Regions from separate parts of the Sus scrofa genome. Here region 2 is linked to region 1. Evidence: chromatin contacts called from public HiChIP or PLAC-seq data. All regions are on one chromosome and are shown on one strand. The core of a region is the stretch at or near the end of the contact, and the rest is flanking DNA. Distances in the headings are between cores, read along the strand shown.

Region 1 (7,443 bases), core at 3,525-6,024:
TTCGATCCCTGGCCTCGCTCAGTGGGTTAAGGATCCGGCATTGCTGTGAGCTGTGGTGTAGGTTGCAGACGTGGCTTGGACCCCGCATTGCTGTGGCTCGACATAGGCCGGCAGCAATAGCTCCAATTAGACCCCTAGCCTGGGAACCTCCATATGCCGTGGGTGCAGCCCTAGAAAAGACAAAAAGACAACAAAGATAATAGTAATAAAATAAAATAAAACAGAATGTACATATATGCGCAGCTGCATCATTTTTCTATACAGCAGAAATTAATACATTGTAAATCAACTATACTTCAATTAAAAAAAGGCGAGGGGAGTTCCCTGGTGGCATAGGGGCATTGTCACTGCTGTTGTGAGGGTTTGATTTCTGGCATCAGAACTTTCACATGCTGTTGGCACAGCCAAAGAAAGAAAAAAAAAAAAAAAAGCAGGTGCAAAGGCCCTGAGGCAGGTGCCTTCTGAGAACAGTGAGGTGTCCCGTGTGGCTAGATCCGAGCGAAGTGAGGCAGAGAGTGGGGGCAGAGAGGTCAAGAAAGGGACAGAGACATGGTACAGAGCCTTGTGGGCTGCAGAGAGAACTGAGGCCTTCATTCTGAGGTTAAACATGCTGGGGTCTTTCCAGCCTTGCTGTTCCTTTTGCCTGAAGCACTGCTCCTCTGGCTTATTTGCTTCTGGTTGGAGAGGGGCTTTCCTGGGCTGTAGGCCACCCCCACCTGCCCTTCATCATCTTGGTTTTGGTTCCTTTTGAGTCCAAGTTGTCATACCACAGCTGTCAATTTGGTTCCACATCAACTCTTTGTCATTTTCCTATCAGAATGTCCCTTCCCAGAGGGCCTGGATTGTTGCCTGTTCCCTCTTGAGTCCCCAGCAGCTGGGACAGTCCTTGGCACATAATACGTGCCCCATAACTATCAGATAAACCGCTAAAGGGATGAAGGAAGCTAACCCAAGCTGGAAAAGTCTGGAGAGCCCCTTGGGGGAGGCATGGTGGAATCTGTTTGAACCTACCTTCACACAGGGCACATACACGGGGTTGAGGGTCTCACCACCCAGCCTTACAGGCACCAAGATGACGACAGCTTTCCACTCAGCTGTGGGGTCTGGCCGGGCCACCAGGCGTGCCACATCCGCCTTGTACACTGGAAGGACAAGGCAGCAGGTCACATTCTTGCCTGCCCTTCAGGTCTCGGAGAGTGACCCTCCAGCCCCAGAAGCCCATCCTTGCCTGAGAGACATGTCGGGATGATACTCCTGTTGCTGGAAGAAAACTTTCCAGTGCAACCCCCCCCCCCCACCAACTCCCTCAAACAATCCCAGGGCCTCCAGGCAGGTGTGGACATACCCGTTTTACAGAAAGGGCCGCTGAGGTCCTGAGACATTGACAAAGAGTGGACAGCTAGGAGGAGGTGGAGGGCCTTCCTTGGGGCCCCAGTGCCTCCCCAACACCAGGCCTGATGAGTCCTCCCTGTCTGGGTGCCTGGGTTTGCAGGGAGGGAAATGGGGGTGCTGAGTGGCCCACCAGAGAGCTGAATATCCTTGTGTGTCCCTCCTCAAATCCTGTCTGCTGGTCTCCCCGCTGCCACTTCTCCCTTGCGGCTAGTAAGCCCCCTCTTGGCTCCTAGAAGAGTGCAGCCAACATTTTCTGGAGACAAAGCTGCTATGGTGTGTTTTGTTGTTTTGGCTACACCCACGGTATGTGGAAGTTCCTGGGCCAGGGATCAAACCCACACCGAGCTGCTAAGGCCTGAACGCATGTGCCCCTGCCTGCTGGGCCCACTAAAATCCTCACCCCCTAAGGTAATGGAATTAGGAAGCAGGCCTTTGTGAGGTGATTAGGTCTGGAGGGTGGAACCCTCATGAATGAAATCACTGCCCTTATAAAAGGGACCTCAGAGAGCTCGCTTGTCCTTTTTGCTACCCAAAGACACAGCAAAATGAACCAGGAAGTGGGCCCCCACCAGACACCAAAAGTGCCAGTGCCTTGATCTTGGACTTCCCAGCCACCAGAATTAGGGAAAATAAAGTCCTGTTATTGACAAGCCACCTAGCCTAGGGTATTTTTGTTTCAGCAGCCATAACCAACTAAGACAATGGCTTTCTGTGAAATGTTGCCCAAATTCCTATATTTTTTTCATAAAGATTTACAGGTTTTATAGATGCCTTGATACCAATCCATGAAGGCTCCTTTTAAGACCTTTTCTAAGAGTTTCCTAGTGGCCTAGCGGTTAAGAATTAGGCATTGTCACTGCTGTGGCAGGAGTTAAAACCCTGGCCCAGGGACTTCCACATGCCTCAGATGCAGCAAAAAAAAAAAAAAAAAAAAAAAAAAAAAAAAAAAAAAAAGACCCTTTCTAAACTGTTTTGGAGAGAATAACAACATTATTATTTAGTGAGCGCTTACTATGTGACAAGCATTGTTTGAAGGGTCTTACTTGTATTACTGACTCACTTAGTCGTCAGGACAACCCTATGAGGGACAGAGAAGACCCGACTTTTGTACATGTTAGAAATGCTTGCAGAATAAGACTGAGCTGGACTGAGGAAATCCTTACATCCTTCACTCTATCATTAGGGGAGAAGCCCCTAAAGCCTCTCCTGGTCCCAGAAGGAGCAGAACGACCCTGAGCACTTCCCACAGCATGGGCCTTGCATCCTTTCTAAGGCTCCCTCTGCCACAGAAGCTGTTTCAGCTTCTGAGGAAGGTGGGTCCTAAGAGGCAGCTGAAGTAGTGACTGGCTCAGGGTGAGGCCCTGTGACCTTGGCTCCCAGCCCCTTACCAGTGCAGTCCTGAGAAACGTACACCACCAAGCGGGTGACCTCTGAGCAGCTCTCCACAGCTTTCCTGCAGATGGGAGGAAAGGCCTGAGTTCCTGGGGGTAACCAGTGGCTCCCGTGTCCCCTGCAGTGGCCCTCACCTGAGAATGTGTGCCACCAGAGATGGCCCATACCAGTCTCCTGCCTTCTTGCCTGAGCTCTGCCCAAGCTCCACCAGCCGGTGTAGGCCGAAGGGGGCCCGGGGATGGTCAGCAAACCAGGATACAATCTGCCGGTGCCGGCGCTCCTGTTCCAGCTCAGGGGCAGCCTGGACCCAGCGCGGAGGCATCCAGTGGGCTGGTCCACGGTACCGGTTGGGAGACGACTCAGGGGGGCCCAGGCCCACGCCCTGGGACCACGTCCAGTCTGGTAGTGATGGAATAAACAAATGGTGACAGTGGAGGAAAGAGGCACAGTTCCCATTCCTAATGACTTACACACAACTGTAATGCTCCAGAGACCCTGTGTTTAACCACAATTTTCACATTCCTTAAAATTATTTTATTTTATATTCTTGACCATTCCACGGCACATGGAGTTCCCAGGCCAGGGATTGGATTTGAGCCGAAGTTGCCGCCTAGGCTGCAGCTGCAACAATGCTGAATCCTTAACCCACTGTGCTGGGCCGGGGATCGAACCTGCATCCCAGGGCTCCTGAGACGCCACCAATCCTGTTGTACCACAGCAGGAACTCCTTAAACTTATTTTTATTGACAACTCTCACTTCCCTCCAAAACATACTTGACACACACTTCTAACATGACTTTAAACTCTTAGTTTATAAACAATTTTAATACTGCTGACTTGTAGTTGGTGCCTTTCCCCCTCCACTACTCACCTCTGGGCAGGAAATGCAGCAGCAGGCCCTGTGCCAGCATCATCTGCCCACTTCGTAACATGCATCCCCAGCCACAGTCTGAGGTCAGGCAGCCCCCAGCCAGGGGCGGGAAGTCCCGGCGGTAAGTGAGCCATAGGCGGGACACAAAGTCCCGCTGGAAACGCTGGATGTCACCTACAAGAGCAGGCTTGTCAGCTGCCACCAGGGACACCCCCAGGGGGGCCTCCTCCAACCCTAGCCACAGGTCACCAGCTCACCCTCGCCCTCGAAGCGGTAGCGGCGGCCACACAGGTGGACACTGGAGATCTTGCTAAAGCTGGTCCGGCTTTTGACTGCCCAACCTGGGGAGATGTGGGGCAGCGCCCAGCAAGATGAAGCACTTGCTTGACACCTGATGGTTAGGACGGCAGCAGCGCTTCCATTCCCCCATCTGTGACATGGGGGCTATCTTAGTTCCTATCTGACAGAAGGCTCTGGGGAATCATAGCTGCATGCCTCTAAGGTGGAGGTGGTGCCCCTAGTAACAGTCACAAGCGGTCTGCCAATTAATTCAGATTGAATTAAAGCAGGTCTGATTATAGTACCCATTTTACAGAGGGGGAAAATGGAGGCACAGGGAAACCAAAAAAACCCTTGCCCAAGGTCACACCAGGAATCACTGAGACTGGAAAACACATTCCCCGTTTGACCTGCCAACCAGCGGCCCGCCCTGGGCAGGGCAGGGCGGGGGATCGACCCACAGGTGACTCACAGGAGAACAAAGGGTGGAATACTTGGCAGAGGCAGGGTCTGTCCTCCCTGACTCCCGATCTGTAAGCTCCCCGCCCGCCTGAACCCTACGTTCTCTCCAACGTCAAATCCAATCCCCGGGCCCGCCCCCTCCTCACCGTACTTCACGTTGTTCCAGGCGGTCAGGAACTTCGCCTTAAACTTGTCCACTTCGTCCGGCTCCCCGGGGCCAACCCCTGGTGACGCAAGAGCGGGGCCGCTGGCTCCGGAGGGCCCCAGGCTGTTGGGGTCCGGGGTCCGGGGACCCCGCGGCCTGCGGCCCTCGGGGCGGCGCGCGTCCTCCGGGCTCCCGCTCTGGTACTGCGCGGCGGCCGGCGACACGGAGTTCATGGGCGCGCCGGGAGGGCGGACCGAGGGCCCCGGGGGCCGCGCGCGAGCGCCCCAGGGGGCCAGGACGCGGACACCTAGGAAGGCGCTAGTGAGCCCCCGGCACAACCGCCAGACCCCCGGGCCCGGCGCAGGACGCTGTCACCGCCGCCGCCGCCATTTTAGCGGCCTTAGCCCCGGTAGGGAGGCGGGCGTGACACGGCCGGACGCCCCGCCCCTGCCCCCAGCCTGGGTTCCCAGCCCCAGTCCCGGGTGGCCGCAGTGGGGCCTCCTGACGCAGAGCCTTCCCCACAGCGCCCCGCGACCCCCACCGCCGCCCGCTCTATCACTGCGCCCAGGTCTGCCCGATCCCCTGCAGGTCCTTATCGGAGGCCCCAAGCGCCGGGAAGCCCCGCCTAAACAGGCCCCGCCCCGGCCCCACCCCCTCTGGGGCGCTGGGGACTGACCACCCCGCGCGGCTCAGGTGCGGTTTGCTCCTGCTCTCGTCCACCAGAAGATCGGAGTGCCCCTCTACGGGCTGCGCACACAGGACACGCCTCGGCTGTGTGCTCAGCCTGTGGTTGACACCCTCTCCCCAAATTCCCCCTTCAAGCTACACTTCTAGGTGCTTCTGTTTCCCCAGGAGCAAAAAAGCGCTCAAATACACGATAAACACAAACGAATCTTCCTAATTTTGCTGAGGGAAGGAATCCAGACAAAAAAGAAGAGTGTATACTCTCTGGTCCCATTTATTTAAACTCTGGAAAAATGCAACCTCATCTATAGTCTTAGCAGATCTGTGGTTCCCTGGGGCTGGGGTGGGGAGAGGTGGGAGGGAGGGATAAAAAGGGGGTAGTTTGTGTTTACTATCTTGATTGTGGTGTTTGTTTCCAGCGTGTGAAAACTCAAGGGACTGTACATGTTTACAGTGTGTGGTTTGATGTGTCCATTACACCTCAATAAAACTATAAAAAATTTTCAATGCATCTAATTCAGAAGATGGGCAGAGTTCATCCCCATAAAGCGCTTAGGGTGGCATTTGAGAGACAGTCAGGGCTCAGCAAAAGCCAACCATGACCCCAAAGACAGGATAAAGGTAGTGACCTTGGGAACTGCAGAGAGGGTGGCCTCTAGTGGCCAGCTCAAGGGCTCTGTCAGCAGGCTGACAGAATTTGGATGAAGGATTTGGGGGAAGAGTATGCGATGTGATGGCAGGAAAGGACAGTCACCTCCCCAATTTTCTCATCTGCGCTCCCCTCATTCACTTCCCTTCAGCCACACCAGCCTCCTTTCTCAAATGCAACAGGTACCATCTCACCTCAGGACCTTTACTCTTGCTGTTGCCTCTGCCTAGACCACTCTTCCCAGAGATATCTGATTTGCTCTCCTTCAGGACTTTATTCAAAGGTCATCCCTGCAGCATGACTGCCTTCAAAATTCCACCCAGGAGTTCCCTAGCTGTTGTCACTGCTGCAGTGGTGGGTTTGATCCCTGGACCAGGAACTTCTGAACGCCAGGGCACCGCAAAACAACAACAACAACAACAAAAAACGATCCCATTCCTACCCTTGGGATTCTTCCCCCTTCCCTGCTAAGTTTGTTTGTTTGTTTTTCCAGAGCAGTTATTATACCCTGATTGTCTGAGTCAGCTTGGGCTGCAGTAACAAATGCTGCAGACAGGGTGGCTTACACAAGAGAGATTTATTATACTTCTGGAGTGTGGAAGTCCAAGATCAGGATGCCAAGTCCAAGATCACAGTCAGACTCTTGGTGAGGGCCCTACTCCTGGCTATGTCCTCACATGGCCTTTCCCCTGGTGCATTGTAGAGAGTGAGATCTTATGTCTGTTCCTCTTCATAAGGGCACGAATCCCATTAGGGAGGTTCCATCCTCATGACCTCATCAATCCCAAAGGCCCCACCTTTTAATACCATTACATTAGGTGTTGGATTTCAACTTAGGAATTTTGGGAGTGGGACACAAACGTTCAGAGGGCAGGTGTCTCTGTCCATTTTGGTCACTGCTGGCTCCTCAACACTCAACATGTGGCCTGGCATACAGTAGGTGTTCACACAACTTGTGGAATGGCAGGAGAGCTTGTAGCCTCCCAGGAAAGAGATGGGCCAGGACGGCCACAGGTGACCCCTTCTGTTTGATTGGCTGCCTGAACCATACGCCCCCCACCCCCATGGCCACAGCTGGTGCCTCCCTGGAGAAGAGGAGTGATTCAATCTTAATTCCTTCCCTTCACCCCCCTTTTACACATGTACAGCCACAACCTCAGCTTCCCACCTGGGTCTCCATCCCCGCAGCATCTAGCTGCCACCTATGTCCCTCCTGGGATGTCCCTCAGGCTCCCCAAGTTCAATGCATTCCTAGTTGATCCTGCATTTGACCCCCACTTGTTTTCCTCCCATTCCCTTGGCTCCCATCCCCCTAACTCAGCCTTCATTGCCTCTCTTCCCAGGGTCTGTCTGTCCACTTATCAATTAAACTGTCCCTAGTTGTCCTCATAGCCCCAAAGCAGCACAATAGTCATGGGCAGAAGCTGCAATCAGGTGTCTCCAACAGATGATCTTGCTTTCCTATACCTCACTTTCCTTGTCTGCCAAATGGGGTAGTAATATTGCCTACTTTGTAGGATTTGAAAGAAGACTAAAATGAGGATGCAAAATGCTTAACATAATGTCTGT
Region 2 (7,443 bases), core at 2,178-4,677, 220 kb after region 1:
AAAAAGGCACACAGAGAAAACTAACCTCCTGCCCTCTCCCAGAACCCCCCAGGTTCCTTCCTCACAGTCAGCTCACATTGTCATGTCTTGCCTTTCCTTTCAGGGCTCTTTAATGCAGAAACACAGCCTCCCTCACCTTGTCCCCATGGCTCCCTAACCCTATGGTTGGCATGCCACTCATTCCGAGCATACCTTCCTTCTTTTGAACTTGCCTGCACACCATGGAACTCATTCTCTTTCGGGACACAAGGAGCTTTTGTCTTATTCTTTTACATAGTTGCATACTATTCCACAGGAGGACTGTACCACCACTTATCTACCCAGCCCCCATATTTGAGTGGTTTACAAGCTTTTACCCTTCCAGATAAAGCTATGGTGAATAACTTCACAGCCCCTCATGTCTCTCATGGGCAGGGATGCCTAAAAGTTCACCTTTCAGGAGTGAGATTTCTGTGTCAAAGGACACACGCCTGTGACACTTTGAGGACTGATGCCTGCTTCCCCACTGGTGGGTTGTGCTTCTTTGCACCCCTGCACTGTCAGTAAAATCCCAGGACTGCCTGCTTCCTCAGACTCTTGCCAAAATGGCTGTTATCAATTTCTTGGATGGTTGCCACTACGTGAAAAATGCCATCTTGGAGTTCCCATTGTGGCTCAGCAGTACCGAATCTGCCTCGTCTCCAAGAGGATGAAGGTTCAATCACTGGCCTCACTCAGGGGGTTGAGGACCCAGCATTGCCATGACCAGTGGTGTAGGTGGCAGACGCAGCTCGAATCCTGAGATGCTGACTGTGGTGTAGACTAGCAGCTACAGCTCTAATTCGACCCTTAGCCTGAGAACTTCTATATGCCACAGGTGTGGCCCTAAAAAGACAAAAGAAAAAAGAAAGAAAATGCCATCTCAGGGCTAGTTTTAATTTGCATCTTTTTTTTTTTTTTCCTTTTTAGGGGTGCACTTGAGGCATAGGGAAGTCCCTGGGCTGGGGGTGGAATCAGAGCTGTGGCTGGCAGCATATGTCACAGCCACAGCAACACCAATCCAAGCCACATTTGCAAACCTCACTGAAGCTTGCATCAATGCTGGATCCTTAACCCACTGAGCGAGGCCAGGGATCGAACCTGAATCCTCATGGAGACTATGTCAGGTTCTTAACCCGATGAGCCACAACAGGAACTCCAACTTGCATCTTTTTCTAGAGTCAGATCTAGGACTTTGTCACATGTTTCAAGAGGCCTACAGAGCCAGCATTCTCAAATGTTCTGCATGCCCGTCCTTACTGTAAGGGCACACCCAAGGAAGTTCGAGGAAAGGTTCCAGATGATAATGAGGCTTTCCGAAAATGGGCCCATCTGCCTTTTCCATGAGACTCTGGCCCCACCACCAAGCAAAAAAGGCTGTCCCAGCCTGCTGGGGACTCCCTTGTCCACCTCCCCCAACCAGCCTGCCTCATCCAGCCCCCAGGTCCCAGGCACTCACAGTATACGGTGAGGTTCCCTTGAACTTGTGTCTGGTTTCCCTGACATACTGCATGGCAGAGTAGAGTGCCATCGTTTTCCACATTACTCAGTTCAAAAATCTTCCACTTGTCTCTGTGGTCCACTTCAGTCTTGTGCCAGTGAGTCTCTAGGCCAAAGCTGGTGATGTTTCCATCACAGGCAACACTGCAGTTCACCTTCATGGAGCCTCCTTTGGGTATGATGGTGTTTAGGGGCCACATTGAGATTTCAGCACCTCCAAGCCCTGCAACCAAAGGATAAGAGAGAGACCCACATTACAAATGGGGCTCATCAACATTACTGCCCCCAGCCCATGCTCCGTGCTGGGGACCAAGCCAGCCTTTGAACAAGACAAAAGTCTGCCTTCAGTGTGGGAGACAGAGAAACTCAGGAGCAAACAACATAATTAATAACTGATGCTCACAAGAGCTTTGGCGAAAATAAAACAGGGAGATAGAACAGACAGTGCCTTGGTGACAGGGTAATTTGTGAGCAGAGATCTGAATGATGAGCAGTGGGCTGGCCATCCAGAGGAAAGGGAAATGAGTTGCAGGCCAAATAACAGCAAATGCAAAGGTCCTGAGGCAGGGTGACTGGAGCAAAGAGTATGGGGAATTAACTGGGGTGAAAGGAAGTTAGGCAGATCATGCAAATAGGGTAAGAGGTGTTAAGGATAGTCTTCATTCTGTGAGCAATGAAGAGCCATGGAGGATTTTGGCAAAAGAAGGGCATGAATTCAGCATTCTTTTCCCTTCCAAGAGGTCAGGTGGAGGGAGTCAGTCCTCCAGGGATAAAGGACATCCAATCAGGCTGGCTCCTCATTCCCTTGGACAAGTGGTTTCCCCTCTCTGGGCCTCAATTTCTCCATCTGTAAGTTGGGTGACTATAGTCACCCCGCCTCCTGCTAATGCAAGTCACACCCAGCGCAGTGCAGGTAACAAGTGACTGCAGGTAAGAGGGAGGGGGGTTGTTGGGATAAGCTTCCTCAGACTGGGGTGCCTCCAAAGCGGAAAATAATGTCTGTCTGAGCCCCTCCCCTAGATCTCTTCCTTCAGCTTTGGGTCTCCTCCATTGGTGCGGAGATGTGTGGATAATTCTGGGATCATTCCCATTTCACAGACGGCAATGGTGAGGCCTGAAAAAGGGCGCTTACTCAGGTGAGAATGCGGGAGAACCCAGACGGAAATAGGGATCAGAACACTTTGTTGAGCTGGCAATCACAATGTCCATCTTTCATTCTCCTGCCACCCTCCCCCCCTTCTCCACCCCCACTCCCCCGACCCCAGGCGCAGCCGCCGGGGCATCCCACTGCTCAGCCTCTGCTCCCCGGGCAAGTCAGCCTTGGAATTCCCCTGAGCTGAGAGTCCTGGACTTCCCCCAGGGGCAGAGGGTGAGGAACAGAATGTACAAGGGTGTGTTGTGGCGGGGAGGGGGGGGAAGTCCCCAGTCCAGGTAAGCTTGGCGAGGGGCTACATCTCTCCAAGCTCTGACCACCTCCTGGGGCCAGGGCACACCCCTTCCAGGTGGCCGCTATTAACTTCTCCATTTTATGGCTGAAAAACTGAGGCTCCTCTGGGAGGGGCAGTCCAGAGTCCCGAAGCCACAGATCGTGCCATAATGGAGGGTCTAGATTCGCACCCAGGGCTGTTGATTTTCAATCGGTGGCTCTAGCCCCAGTTTCCCATAGACAGCTCCCCAAAGTATGAGTGGCCTTATCCCCAAGCCTCCTACCTGGGGACAAGGTCCTCGCACCGCTCCCAGGGGCTTAGCTCGTATCCCGGAGAGCCCGCCCGACAGACGGCAGCCCCCACGCCCGACTCACCTGGGAGCAGAGCCCCAAGCAGGGGCAGGAGCAGGGCCAGGAGCGCAAGCTGGCCAGGATGGGTGGCGCCGGGAGCCATCGCGGAGGCGGCGGGGCGGACTAAGTGGCTCAGAGGCGTGTGGCGCGCACTGTGGCGCCGAGGGTCCTTTTATAGTGGCCCGCCACGGGGGGCCGAGGGGCGGTGCTCCCTTCCCGGAAACCTTGAGCTTTCCCCTCCCGAACGAGGGCTCCGGCATTTCCGCTGAGGGGGTGCCGGGGGCCGTGCCAGATTGTCCACCCGCCTCGCTGGCCGCTCAAGCACCGGAATTTCCCAACTGAAGTAAAGAGGGCTGCCTGGCGGAAGCGACCCGGCTGCAACTCGGGGGTTGCTCCCGGCGCTCGGGGCCCGGGGCCCTGGCTGGGCTAACCTTGATTGTAAGTTTACACTGCGTTTAGCGCTTTACTGAATGCTACCAACCACTCTGGACAGTAGGGACGGTTACTGCGTCCATTCCGTAGAGGGGTAAACAGAGGATCCGAGCTGCGAGGGCCTTCGAACTCGTCTGACTCCCCTGCGCGTTCAGGCCTCTTTAACCGAGTAGAGGCTCCCTCGCTTCGGTGGGGGCCCAGGAATCTTCCCCCAAGCGTTTCTCGTCCAAGGGTGCCCCTCCCCCAAGAGGCATGTTCCCCTCCCAGCTGACACCGAGATTTCCTGGGAAGCGCTGCAGGCACGGGCACCTCCAGGCGCCAGTGAACCCTGGGGGTGAGGACGCAAGCCTCATCACGTCTGCATCCCCCACGGATGGGCGCTCCCACCCCGCCGGGCCTCGCTTCCCCTTTTGGCCTCCGCCGCGTGAACGTCTTTAGTTTTCAGAAAAAGGAAGGAAGCCTCGTGGTCTTGACGCGTGGAACCCCTCCGCTGCAGTTCCCAGGCTCCGTGGAGAAACTGATGCCGCAGACATTGACTGCGAGAGGGGAGAGGGGGCGCTCGAACCATTGCCTTCTGCAGGGAAACTGAGGCAGCCGCTAGGTCCCAGAGTGGGGCGGGGAGAGGGAGTCCTCTGCGCGCAGCTCCCGAAACTCGAACCCCGGCCCCCAGCACTGTGCGAGTGTTTGTCCGGGCTTGTTCCATTAGGGCATTTCAGGGAAATGATGAGGCCCCGCGCCGCGTCTATAGGTCGCCCCCATGCCGCCCCACCCTAACCCCAAGGTCACCCCACACTATCCCCAGGGCCACGCCTGCGCGTGGGACCCCAAGATTCAGCATGCAGCTCGTCAAGGCTGTGGACCCTAGAGTCTCCAAGCGCGGAGCTCCGCCGCCTAAGTCTTCCTGTTGTGGGGGGAGCGTCGCGTCGCCATGGAGACCTACTGGGGCCAAAGAGGTCGAGCTGCAGAAAGGGAAGGGAGGGGGGCCCTCAGGGACGCTAGAACCCTTCCTCCAAGGGAAGGGGCTGCGAATCACTCGCCAGCTAGAAAAGCGTTCCTCTCTCCGCCCTGATTGTTCCTAAGAAATTTCCACGGGGATCTTTCTTCTTGGAGGGTGGAGGGCGCTGGGTTCCCGACCCAAACGGCCTGGACATAGGCGGAAGAGTGAAGGCCGGGGACGTCCCTGGGAGGGTTTGGGAAAATTCTCCGCTAGAGGTCATTTTCTGGCGGATTTTTTTCGGGCTCACATCACCGCGTCCTTTGGCCTCTGTCCCAAGTGCGCGAGCAGCGAGCTCCCCCGCGCGGTCCAGGTACCCCTCGCAGCGGCAAGAGCGTGGCTCGTTCTCTCAACAGGCTATGCAATGACTGAGAGCCTACCTTGTGCCAGGCATTTTTCCCGGTGCCGTTCACAGCAGTGAACGGAACAGATGAAAGTCTCTGGCGTCATGCAGAGATGATTTTATTAGTGCTAGGAGAAAAGTGAAGCAGAGAAGGGAATAGGTAATGTGAAGTTTAGTAAACTTTTTTTTTTTTTTTTTTTTTTTTTTTTGCTTTTTAGGGCCGCATCTTTTTAGGGCATATGAAGGTTCCCAGGCTGGGGGTCGAATCGGAGCTGTAGCCGCTGGCCTATGCCACAGCAACACCAGATCCCAGCCACCTCTTCCATCTACACCACAGCCCAGGGCAATGCCGGATCCCTAACGCACTCAGCAAGGCCAAGGATTGAACCCGCGTCCTCACGGATGCTAGTCAGATTCGTTTCCGCTAAGCCACGATGGGAACGCCCAGTAAAACCTTATTTTGAATTTTTTTTATCTTTTTTTTTTTTTTTTTTTGTCTTTTGTTGTTGTTGTTGTTGCTATTTCTTGGGCCGCTCCCGCGGCATATGGAGGTTCCCAGGCTAGGGGTCGAATTGGAGCTGTAGCCACCAGCCTATGCCAGAGCCACAGCAACTCGGGATCCGAGCCGCGTCTGCAACCTACACCACAGCTCAGGGCAACGCCGGATCATTAACCCACTGAGCAAGGGCAGGGACCGAACCCGCAACCTCATGGTTCCTAGTCGGATTCGTTAACCACTGCGCCACGACGGGAACTCCTTATTTTGAATTTTTAAAGAATTTCTAATTTATTTATATTTTGGTAGGGCTTTTCTGATTTGTTTTTCCTTTTACAGCCACACCCATGGCATATGGAAGTTCCCAGGTTAGGAGTTCCCGTCGTGGCGCAGTGGTTAACGAATCCGACTAGAAACCATGAGGTTGCGGGTTCGGTCCCTGCCCTTGCTCAGTGGGTTGACGATCCGGCGTTGCCGTGAGCTGTGGTGTAGGTTGCAGACGCGGCTCGGATCCCGAGTTGCTGTGGCTCTGATGTAGGCTGGTGGCTACAGCTCCGATTAGACCCCTAGCCTGGGAACCTCCATATGCCGTGGGAGTAGCCCAAGAAATAGCAAAAAGACAAAAAAAGAAAAAAAAAAAAAAAGGAAGTTCCCAGGTTAGAGGCTGAATGGGAGCTGCAGTTGCTGGCGTAAGCCACAGCCACAGCAACACCAGGTTTTTGTTTTGTTTTGTTTTTTTGCTGGTATAATCATTTATTAATTTCAACAAAGTAAGCATATCAAAATTTAGGTAATACCATTCAATAATTATATAATTGCACATAATTATATAATGTCATACATTTCCAACCTCATGCATTTGTTCAGAAAATATTTATTGACCATCTAATACATGCTGGAATGCCCACCAGGGGTTCTCCTAACTAAACATCAATCTTACAAGAAAAGAATATACTATGCTTTGTACCAATTTACTTAGAAATATATTGATTGAATAGGAAACTCAGTATTTGGTGGAGGAACATCAGGCTTTCTTCAGCGGGACCAGTCATCTTAGCAATTCATACAACCATCCAATAGCTGTTATCTTTATTCTTCAAGTGACATTTAGGTACAAGGGAACCAGAATTCTTCTAGGAGAGTATAGGAACCACCAACTTTGAAGTCTCATGTCTGACAGAGTAATCAGTATTTCTTATAAACAATCTTGGACAGCTTCCAGAGTCCTCACAAACGAAATATCCAGTTTCAAATGTTACCACATTCATGGAAGCCCAAAGCTAAGATTTCCACTAGAGAATTATTTTTACCATAAGAAATGTTGCCTACTAACAAGCTGACATTTTACTTTATCATGTTTCCAGAGGAACTGAACTAGAAAAGTTAACCCAAGTTCAAATACGTCCTTAGAGATGGAGACAGGGTTTTGTTAATCCTTTACCCTCACATAAAAGAATGCACTGTCTGCAGAAAATTAGAAATCAGTCATAAAACTAACTACAATTCATCAAGTTATTATTTTCTTTATTATTACCATGCACTGGCAATTCTAAACGTTATCAGTAATTAAATACTCCTCTCTACTGACGCAGTTCACTCTCACAATCCCTCCCTTCTTCGTAGGCTACCATACTGATGCCAGGCACTATTCTGACTACTGGAGGTGTAGCAACAAGCAAGACAGACAAAGCCCCTGCTCTTACAGAATTTCTATTCTGACATGGCTGGGAATGGCAGAGAGATAGTCAATAAATAAGCAAATAGTGGTATACATGGTATGATTTTTTTTTTTTGTCTTTTTGTCTTTTCTAGGGCTGCACTCGTGGCATATGGAGGTTCCCAGGCTAGGGGTCTAATTGAAGCTGTAGCCGCCAGCCTTCACC

What was found. HiChIP or PLAC-seq counts read pairs in DNA pulled down with a chosen protein or histone mark.
Region 2: an H3K27ac HiChIP or PLAC-seq map of alveolar macrophages shows a contact between it and region 1. The contact joins the promoter of ICAM1 here to the promoter of ATG4D in region 1. A contact is called at or near these places in 4 of 47 Hi-C or Micro-C datasets (embryonic fibroblasts, fetal skeletal muscle, liver and 1 more) and 1 of 2 datasets of contacts at active chromatin or transcription factors (alveolar macrophages).

The regions. Positions count from the first base shown.
Region 1 is chr2:69,318,026-69,325,468 of Sscrofa11.1, reverse strand. ATG4D (autophagy related 4D cysteine peptidase) reads right to left here and starts at 4,774. Exons shown (of 10, transcript NM_001123079.1): 1 at 4,543-4,774; 2 at 3,913-3,996; 3 at 3,656-3,829; 4 at 2,919-3,183; 5 at 2,781-2,845; 6 at 1,012-1,142. The coding sequence starts at 4,774.
Region 2 is chr2:69,093,120-69,100,562 of Sscrofa11.1, reverse strand. It overlaps ICAM1 (intercellular adhesion molecule 1), which reads right to left and starts at 3,427. Exons shown (of 7, transcript NM_213816.1): 1 at 3,320-3,427; 2 at 1,478-1,741. The coding sequence starts at 3,398.